Regions from separate parts of the Rattus norvegicus genome. Here region 1 is linked to region 2. A link is a contact called in public Hi-C data. All regions are on one chromosome and are shown on one strand. Each heading gives the region's core, a stretch centred on a gene start, on an enhancer-like site or on the middle of the called end of the contact. The rest is flanking DNA. Distances are from core to core; before and after follow the strand shown. Region 1 overlaps Txk (TXK tyrosine kinase). Region 2 holds the start of Tec (tec protein tyrosine kinase).

What was found. Hi-C and Micro-C count contacts between places; a contact is called where the count stands out from the background.
Region 1: a Hi-C map of liver shows a contact between it and region 2, with 2.4 times the contacts expected there. The contact joins the enhancer-like site here to the promoter of Tec in region 2. A contact is called at or near these places in 5 of 12 Hi-C or Micro-C datasets (the Rat2 cell line, kidney, liver and 1 more).

Annotation. Positions count from the first base shown.
Region 1 is chr14:35,839,563-35,844,021 of GRCr8, forward strand. Txk (TXK tyrosine kinase) reads left to right here. Exons shown (of 15, transcript NM_001024255.1): 6 at 3,700-3,754. Among named protein-coding and RNA genes, the nearest start is that of Txk, 24 kb to the left of the region's middle. Within about 2 kb of position 3,174, at least 2 of the 93 cell types and tissues checked have an H3K27ac peak or open chromatin away from gene starts, as enhancers often do. A contact at or near this core is called in liver, where this site is marked.
Region 2 is chr14:35,705,541-35,710,331 of GRCr8, forward strand. Tec (tec protein tyrosine kinase) reads left to right here and starts at 1,330. Exons shown (of 19, transcript NM_053432.1): 1 at 1,330-1,383.

The DNA.
Region 1 (4,459 bases), core at 1,924-4,423, 140 kb after region 2:
TCCTGTACTGAATCCTTGACATTTTCAGAGCTCCACAGTCATCTACTAAGGGAAGCAAATTCACCTTTTCAGATGTAATGGCCTTTCTAAATCAAAAACCTGAGGAGCCCAACAGTGCTGTTACCCATCACTTAGAAGTCTAAGACGAGTCTATGGCCATACTACCTCTCACCCATCTTGGCTCACCACCAGAGTGCTAGGGGTTGTGTGTGTGTGAAAATCAAGGCCTTAAATAACACACACACACACACACACACACACACACACACACACACACACACACAGAGGCTGTGTCTACTGAATTGTGGCTTCATATGTTGGGTTGCTTTTTTAATGTCCACTATTTGGTATTAGTTTAGTATAAAGATATGGAAGATAGTCTATGATGGTTTTAATTGTCAACTAGCTGCAATCTATGAACACATGGGAAGAGAATCTCAATGAGGGACCTGACTAAATAAGGTTGGCCTGTGGGCACAACTACAGAGGATTGTTTGGATCCCATCAATAGAGCAGGAGGACCTGCCCATTATGGTTGGCACCATTCCCTACACAGGGGCTCCCTAACTGTATAGGACTAGGCAACTGTTTGAGTCAGTGTGGTAATCAGGATTCTTCAGAGGAACAGAACTTATGGAATGAATCATATATATATATATATATATATATATATATATATATATATATATATATGGTTTATTATAGTGGCTTGTAGGCTGTGGTCCAGCTGGTCTACCAATAGAAGATCTAAGAATCCAGTAGTTGTCAGTCCCTGAAGTTGGATGTCTCAGCTGGCCTTTAATATACACTGGCATCCCAAAGAAGCAGGCTTTAATGGCAGGGAAGGGATGGACTTGCTAGTAAGAGTGAGGGTAGGCTCCTGACTGTGGAGGGACAGTGACTAGCAACCTCTAGTTCCCGCTGCCTTACCTCCTGGAGACAGTGGACTGTAACCTGGACTTCTGAGCCAAGAAAAACCTTTCCTTGATTTTGTTGAGGTCTTTTTAGCTCAGCAACAGAAAATGAAACTAAGACTTGGTCTTACCTTGTTTTTTAAAAGCCCTTCTATGTTTTAGCATATGATGTAAATGGATGAAATTCTGAAATACGGTGCTCCCCACCATGCTCCCAATCTTGAGTCACCCTCATTACTTAGAAAGAATAGAGCCCCCCAAAGACCCTGACTCTGTCACAAGTTTCTGCCTGGCTCTCTAGTGACCACTTTGAAGTTATTCTTATGACATCTCCATATGGGCGGATTTCTAATTCATGTTTAAGCCCAATGAATGCGTTTACTTTTGTTATTTATCACTATAATGAACAAATGTTAAATACTAAAATTTACACCAACGTCATAGCAGGTGGAAAATATATTTGACAATGCTACTTATATGAAGTCTCATTTTGAACAGCATTTTACAGTATTTTTCTATTTGTTTACTTATTCACTTTACATCCTGATCATAGCCCTCCCCTCCTCCAAGTGTTCCCTTACATGATACCTCCACCCATTTCTCCCTCCCCTCCACCTATAAGAATCAGGAGGTCCCTCCTGAGGAACCAACCCACCCTCCACCTCAAACTAACTGCAGGAGTAGGTACATCCTCTCCCACTGAGGCCCTACAAGACATGCCAGTTAGGGGAGCAGTTGACAAAGTCAGGGTTAGCCTTTGCTCCAGTTCTTAGGGGACCCACATGAAGACCAAGCTGCACATCTGCTACATAGTCCTTGTATGCTTTTTGGCTGGTGGTTTTGGGAGCCCCCAAGGGTCCAGGTTAATTAACTCTGCTGGTCTTTCTTGTGGGGTCCCTATCCTCTCTGGGTTCCTCAATTCTTCCCCCAATTCTTCCACAAGACTTCCTGAGCTCTGTCTAATATTTGGCTGTGGGCCTCTGCATCTGTTCTGGTCAGCTTCTGGGTAGAGGCTCTCAAAGGACAGTTATGTTGGGTTCCTGTCTGTGAATCCAGGCTGACAGAGACACAGGTGGCCTGAGGCGCCAAGGTAGTTGAAGGAGGAAGGCAGACCTGCAATGTGCGCGTATAGATCTTCGGAGGACAGCTCTGCACATTCTCCCCCAACTGGCAGGGGTTGCTGTGCATTCGTTTATGTCCATCTCACACAGGGCACCTGTGAATCCAGGACAGCGGTGACAAATATAGCTTCACATGTTGTTCATTGTGACAGGACTTTGACCAGCAAAGAGGCATCAGGGTCTCACAGTGTGTCCCTGTGAATCCACGACTCAGGCGGTCACAGTGGTTGTTGTTTCTTCCATCCACACAACGACCTCAGCTTTGACCTTTACAGATTCAGCTTTTCAAATTTTACAACCCAACCAATAGTGACCTCTCCACGTTAGTGTCCCTCGCCTTTAATACTGCCTCATTTCACCAAAAGGACTTTTGTCTTTCTGTAAGAGATTTTAGACCCATCTTGAAATCCCTCCAATACTGTAACATTCATTTAAAAGTCCAACGGATGTTCACTCTTATTCTCCTCAAGCTCCCATCTTGAGTGGCCAATGACTTTGTCTAAAATCCATTGTCACCATCTTGTTTCCTATGGTTCATCTTTTCTACTGTCTACTTTTCAGTTTGAAGCCACTAGTGGCTTAGATAGCTGGCCATCCCTACGTTGAGTTGAGTCAGTTTCTCACCACCAGGTGTTAGGGGAAGTGCACACACCAAAGGTCTCCATCCTATGACTCATAGGGCTTTCAGTGAGCCACCTCTGGCTGGTCCATGGTGACTCAGTCCCTGCTCAACGTTGTCTTCTCCCTCTACACTCCACAAAGCAGTATTTCTGGTAATAGTCCATTACATTTAAAGTTCTTTGTAAATATTTTTACTGTGAAGTTGAAAATTTCTCAACTTTTCTGTCTTCGTTTGACCATCCTCTGTTTACTGTACACTATATGTTTCCTGATTAAGGTTGGTCATATCAAACTACATGTTACCTTATAATACAATTTAATTATGCCTACTGTGTGAGATTCTGAAAGTTAGTCACCTAATAACACATCGAATGCAGAGAAAACAAAGGGATTGAAAGGAGAAAAAAACGTGCTGATTTAAGGAAGGAGAGAACCCCGGTGTGGCTTAGTGAGTAAGGGCAGACGGTGGTAAGAGAGAAGGCAAGAGAATTTGGGTCAGGAACATTGGCTGGTTGGTTGTAGACTCTGTTAATTACTAACCATATTGGGCAACGGGGGTGACTTAGGAAAATTAGATAAGTCAGGATGAATTTCACTTTGAAAGAGACGTAACACTTCTAAAAATACGCAAACAGGAACTTCTTGAGGGGGAAGAAAGAATTGGACATGGTTATATTTTAGTTTATTTGCAGAACTAAGCATTTGTTGAAGATGATAACTCCTTAACTTTGTCTCTTTCATGGACTTTTACAAGGTGTTAGTTAAATCATACAAAATTGTATATAAGCACTGTATGGGCCACAAGAGGGATATGAGCTATAGTAGAACAAACTACATTTTTTTTTTGCCTCAAATAAGAAGAAAAATTTATTCAGCTTGATAAATTGGCAATATAACAGAACATTGTTATTTATCTGGATTTCGAAACTGAATTCCAAAATAAAGACTTAAAAATGAAGGAATTCGAGTAGTTTGGGGGGAGGCAAGGAGAGGCTGAAATAAATAATATAAAGTTAAAAATGTGTTCCTTGCTACTTTTGCAGATGGTATCATAAGAACATCACTAGAGACCAGACGGAACGCCTGTTGAGGCAGGAGGTAAGCCTGTGTGTCCAGAGCAAGCCTGCGGCCATTTCTAGTAATCCTGAGAAGTTTATTAGAAAGGCTGTCGCCATTCAAAAGAGGAGTGCTGGTACTCTTTCTAATCTGGAAAAGCCCTCACAACCCCACTCCCACTGCACATTTTTCTAAGTCAGAACGTAGACATATTTATTTGCATAAAGATCACCTTTTCATTGACTACCATCATCGTTTCAGAAACAGGTTGCCCTTGAAGTGATTTCAACTCTGAAATGTACTCTCTCAGTGGAGCCTGTGTCTGAGTCACCCATGACAGTGGTTCTAAGCCTCCCTAAGGCTGCCACCCTTTAACACAGTTCCTCACGAGGTGACCCACCTCCGACTATAAAATTATTTTCACTGCTACTTCATAACTGTAATTTTGCTACTGTTATGAATTATAATGCAAATATCTGTGTTTTCTGATAGTCTTAGGTGACCCCGTGAAAGGGTTGTTAAACCACAAAGGGGTCATGACCCAGAAGTTAAGAACCACTGCTATAAGCACTTTGCTGCGACAGAGACTCAACCTGGTGACCTCTGCTTACACTCACGAAAAGCACAAATACAGAAAAATGTGCTGTGTTCATTTCTTTAGTCTTTAGAAACAAAGGGAAGGAGAGTTGGTTGTTAAAATATTAAATTCATATCAAAACTACTCATTTTGGTCAAAGCAAGACAAAA
Region 2 (4,791 bases), core at 80-2,579:
GGTAGGAAACAACTTTCTATCTGTCTGTCTTCCTTTCTTTCTTTCTTCCTTCCTTTCTTTCTTTCTTTCTTTCTTTCTTTCTTTCTTTCTTTCTTCCATTTTTTTAAAAATATGGGTTCCACCTAATCAATCTGCACTTTCGTAGTGAACATTTTACAAATTAATTTCTCCATCCCAAAGGCTTTTGGGGGACAGAGCTCAGTCTTTTATTTCCAGGGACTATACATGAACAATACAGTCCCATCCTGTGTCTCTCTTCCTCTGAGAGGTCCTCATATCCCTGCCGTGGCTGGCCTAGAACCACTTATGTAGACCAGGCTGACCATAAATGGAGAGATGCCTCAGTGGTTAAGAGCACTGACTGCTCTTCCAGAGGTCCTGAGTTCAATTTCCAGCAACCACATGGTGGCTCACAACCATCTGTAAATGAGATCTGATGCCCTCTTCTGGTGTAACTGAAGACAGTGACAGTGTACTCATACATAAAATAAATAGATCTTTTAAAAAGTGCATAGGAATGGGCTTGACTTTGACTCTCAACTGTTGGAATTAAATATGTGGGTCGCCATGCTTGTCTGAGAGTACAGGATGGGTAATAGTGACTAAAAGTCACAACTACCATCAAAGACAACTTAGACTTGAAGGTAGGGATCAAACCAGGGCCTTGTGCATGTTAAGCAAATATCGTATCACTACAGCCCCAGTCTTTCAAGGCCAGCTTCTCAGGTAGCTAGCTAGCTAGATGACAATAGGTGCGTTCTTTCCCTGTGTCTAAGAACTTCACGGGATTTAAAGTCAGTAACTTCAAGATTGTTTTCATTACTAGTGTATCAACACTAATAATATAAGTGACCCTACGCTAGGCTCTGATGCTTCAGGCCTGTCAGTCAAATGACCCGTTCTTTTATCACCGCAAGGCACATCATCATCCGGTTTGCCCGCGGGGGGCGGGGGTGGGGGCCAAGCGGAAGTGGAGGTCGGTTCCCTGTTCCCACAGGGCTCTCAGCCACCCACAGGTGTCACTGCTACCGGCTCTCCGAGCCGGAGACGAAAGAGCATTTCTCTGGACGGTTCTCTTAGGATGGGAAGTCCGGACTTAGAGAGACCCCACGCCGCGTCTGTGTGGATAACAGGCGCTCTCTGGAACTTCGGCGGCAGGACGGCGAGCTCGGGCACCAGTCTTTGACTTTGAAATCGCGGAAGGAAGGTGGGAACTGGCGGCTGTGGGCAGCGGAGGGCAGGGGCGGTGCGGTGAGGGGGCGGGGCCAGGGAGGAGCTAGGCAGTGGGCGTGACGATGGGCTTGGTCAGCGCTTGCCAAACTCCAGGCTCCGCAGTTTGGCCCGCGCTGTCTCCTGTCCTGTGTCAGCACGCGCTCGGTCAAGGTAAGAACCCAGGGACTCTCGGCCAGGAGGATCAGAGGGGTGCGCGCTCACGGAGGTGGCCTCCACCTGCCGGAGATTGATCTTAGTGGGATTAGGCAGGATTTTTCTACCCTTCACATGGAGGTGGGAGCGTCAGGTCAGAGGCCCGTCCCCCTTGGGCCAGGAAGAGGGGACAGGTGCGCTCCCCTGATGGCCGCGCCTTCCCTGGTGGCTGCAGATCTGAGCCCTTTTGGACTTGGGATCTAAGCCGAGAGCACTTTCGCCTGAGTTCCCTTCCCAGTCGAGCGGCAGGGAGGCCTTTCTCCTCTCTGCCTGTGCCGCGGTAAAATTAGAATCCAGGAAGATGGTCCACAGTTGCTTGTGCGCCGAGCAGGTGCACTTATTTCTTTAGTTATTTTTCCCTTCTGGAAAGTGGTATCTGGATCTTGATAAACAGGGGTTTGAAGAATCAATGTGGGAAAAACTAAGTGGACCTTGTCCCAAGAAGGTGCAATTTTCCCTGGATTATACATTTCTTAACTTTTTTCCTGTCGTTGGCGAATGACTGATATGTTTCTGTGTACCAGGTCCCACCTCGGGTTGATCTTTGGAAACTGGACTATTTGATTTAGAAGAGTTGATCTCAGTGTTAGATTGGGACGACAGGGTGGCTGGCTTAGTTAAGTGGGTTTGAAGCCTGTCCAGAATAGTATGCTTTAAGCAGATGCCTTACATTTTTCCAGTGAGTGGCCATTTTCCTCTTAGGAAACTCTGACAACCTATTCCCGTCTAGATTATTCTCTTTTACAGAGTCGGGGAGTGTTAGGAGGAAGCATCAACTTATCAGCAAGTCTCCTAAGTAAGACCCGGGGTTTAATAGTTGAGTGAACAACACTGGTAGCTCTGTGGTCTGCAAGACTCAAAATAAGGAACTGCTTGATATTTACTGGGGGGTGGGGGGGTTGGGGGTTGGGGAGCTGTGGCTTACACGTTTGTTCAGTTATATTTTCATTGTTTAAGAAAGGCTTATCTTTTCGCCGTACACTTATTAATCTGGTCACTATTCCTATCCTTGTCATCGCTGGGTGCTTTCTGTAGAGTGCCTATGTTAATCACCCTCATTCTTCCCACAAGGGTGTGTGCCTTTGGCTTTGTGGAACTGTGTGGGACAATTATTGTAAACACACACAAATCAATGCTGAGCTCTAGCTGGCAATACCTTTGCCCTACATGGATCTGTGGCCTAGAATTTTTCTCTTTTTCTTTCTTTCTTTCTTTTTTTTTAAAGAAGAGCTTTTAAAGATTTATTTATTTATTTTGTATTTGAGTACACTGTAGCTGTCCTCAGACACACCAGAAGAGGGCATCAGATCTCATTATAGATGGTTGTGAACCACCATGTGGTTGCTGGGATTTGAACTCAGGACCTCTGGAAGAGCAGTCAGTGAACTTAACCACTGAGCCATCTCTCCAGCCCTCTTTTTTTTTTTTAAAGGATTGTTTATTATACTTTATGTATGAGTACACTGTAGCTGCGTTCAGACACACCAGAAGAGAGCATCAGATCCCATTACAGAGGGTTGTGAGCCACCATGTGGTTGCTGGGAATTGAACTCAGGACCTCTGGAAGAGCCGTTTCTCCATTCCCTTTCCTCTCTTCCTAAACAGTAAAGCATCTAGGGTATGAATGCATGGTTTAGCATTGCCAGGGTTTCCTTGCTTTCCTTACATCAAGGTGGTCTTGTTTACAAAGCAGGGCAGAGGCTACATTTTATCAAACCTGTGACGCTCAGTGGATGGTAACGTCCCTCCCAACAGCTGATCCGGAAAGGAGGATGGAGAGACTGGATAATTACTGGCCCATTTGTATTCTTGAAGAATGCCTGGCCTCCTTGCCTTCCCCCAGGCACCCAGGGCCTCTAACCACACCTCTGCCTACAGGTTCTCCAGGCTGGCCTGGTTGGTGCCTCTCTTCCTAGCCCTGCACCCGTTCTACTAGATTTTGGCATTTGCTTCACCCCTCCCCGGGTCTCCACTCCCATCTGAGGAAGATGACTTGTTGTCTACAGATCATTAAGGGCATTGATAACTCCGCTTGCTCATGGCTCCTCTGCCGATTCCCAGTGTCTGTGGACATTGTCCCTGCTCAGAGCCCTTACGAAGCTCTCACCTTGTCCAGTGAACAGCGGGTGATGCAGAGTCTTTGAAGTTGAATTCATAGCGAGAGTTTTGGGAGGCAGCCATTTTGTTCGGATTAAGGTCCTAAGTGGGGCGTCCAAGTCCGTAAGAAGGGAATGAAGTTAACTTCCGATCACGGGCAGCGGGAAAATGATCTTACTCCGTGTAATTATGCTACTAGAAGAGATTTGTTGGTAAAAAACAGACACCTAGAGAAGAGGGTGTAGAAGTTTTCTGTACCTCCACACCAGTCTCCTCCTAGGCCTGCCTTTTAATCCATGCCTGGGTCAGCCAGTCCTTCCTTGGGTCGGATTATAACTATTAATTTCTTCTGCACATTAGACCGCTCGGAGCTCAGGTGACCCAAGCTACCATGAAACAGAGGTTGAAAATTACATTTCCAGTTTAAAGGGGGAAAAAAAAAAAGGAAGGAAGGAATTAAAACAGCAACAACAGCAGCAGCAACCAAAACCCCACAAACAGGGTGCTACTGGGGAAACAGAAGGAGCAAACAATTGTAAACATATGCAGGCACAGAATTTTGAGCTCAGAAATGGCTAGATCAAGATAAGCCACAATATTTATGGCAAGGTCAATATTCACAGCTAAGCTAAGCACAATTTTGTGTTCCTGGAATTAATAATTGTTTGACACGCCTCTCTCTCTCTCTGTGTATATATATATATATATATACTTCTCATTAATTTAATCTGTGACTCTTGAGCGATTTTCCAAGCCTTTTCTTAAAGGAGTCAGGTTTTCGGTTTCCTTTATTTGCCCCAGGAAGCTGAACCTGACCCTCTTGGTTTGCCGTACTCTTGGAGAGGTGGGCTTTTATTTATGGCATGCAACTGTCACCCAGAGGCTGCTCTGTCAATCCCCACCATCTCTTTCCTGTGTTCGATCTCCTGGTATTCACGTAGCTTCCTCTATTTCGGTGGTCTCCTCGAAGCTTCCTGGACAGGGATGCACGGGATGTCAGTCTCCCTAAGACCAAGAATAACTGAAGTTATCTATTTTCCCCTCAAAATTTGTAGATGGGCTGAGTGTGGAATCCTAGGATAGAAATTCCAAAGGCATTGTTTCAGTATCTTCCAGGTTATGAACTTTGGGCTTCTTAATCTCTGCGTGCAGCTGGTGTGGAGCCCGCATCCCTTCTGTGAGCTTATGAGCTATTCTCTTCGTTCCCACAACCTCTAAGGTTCCTGACGCTGTGCGCTGCTGTTTCTTGGTTCTTCTCAGTGTGCGGGG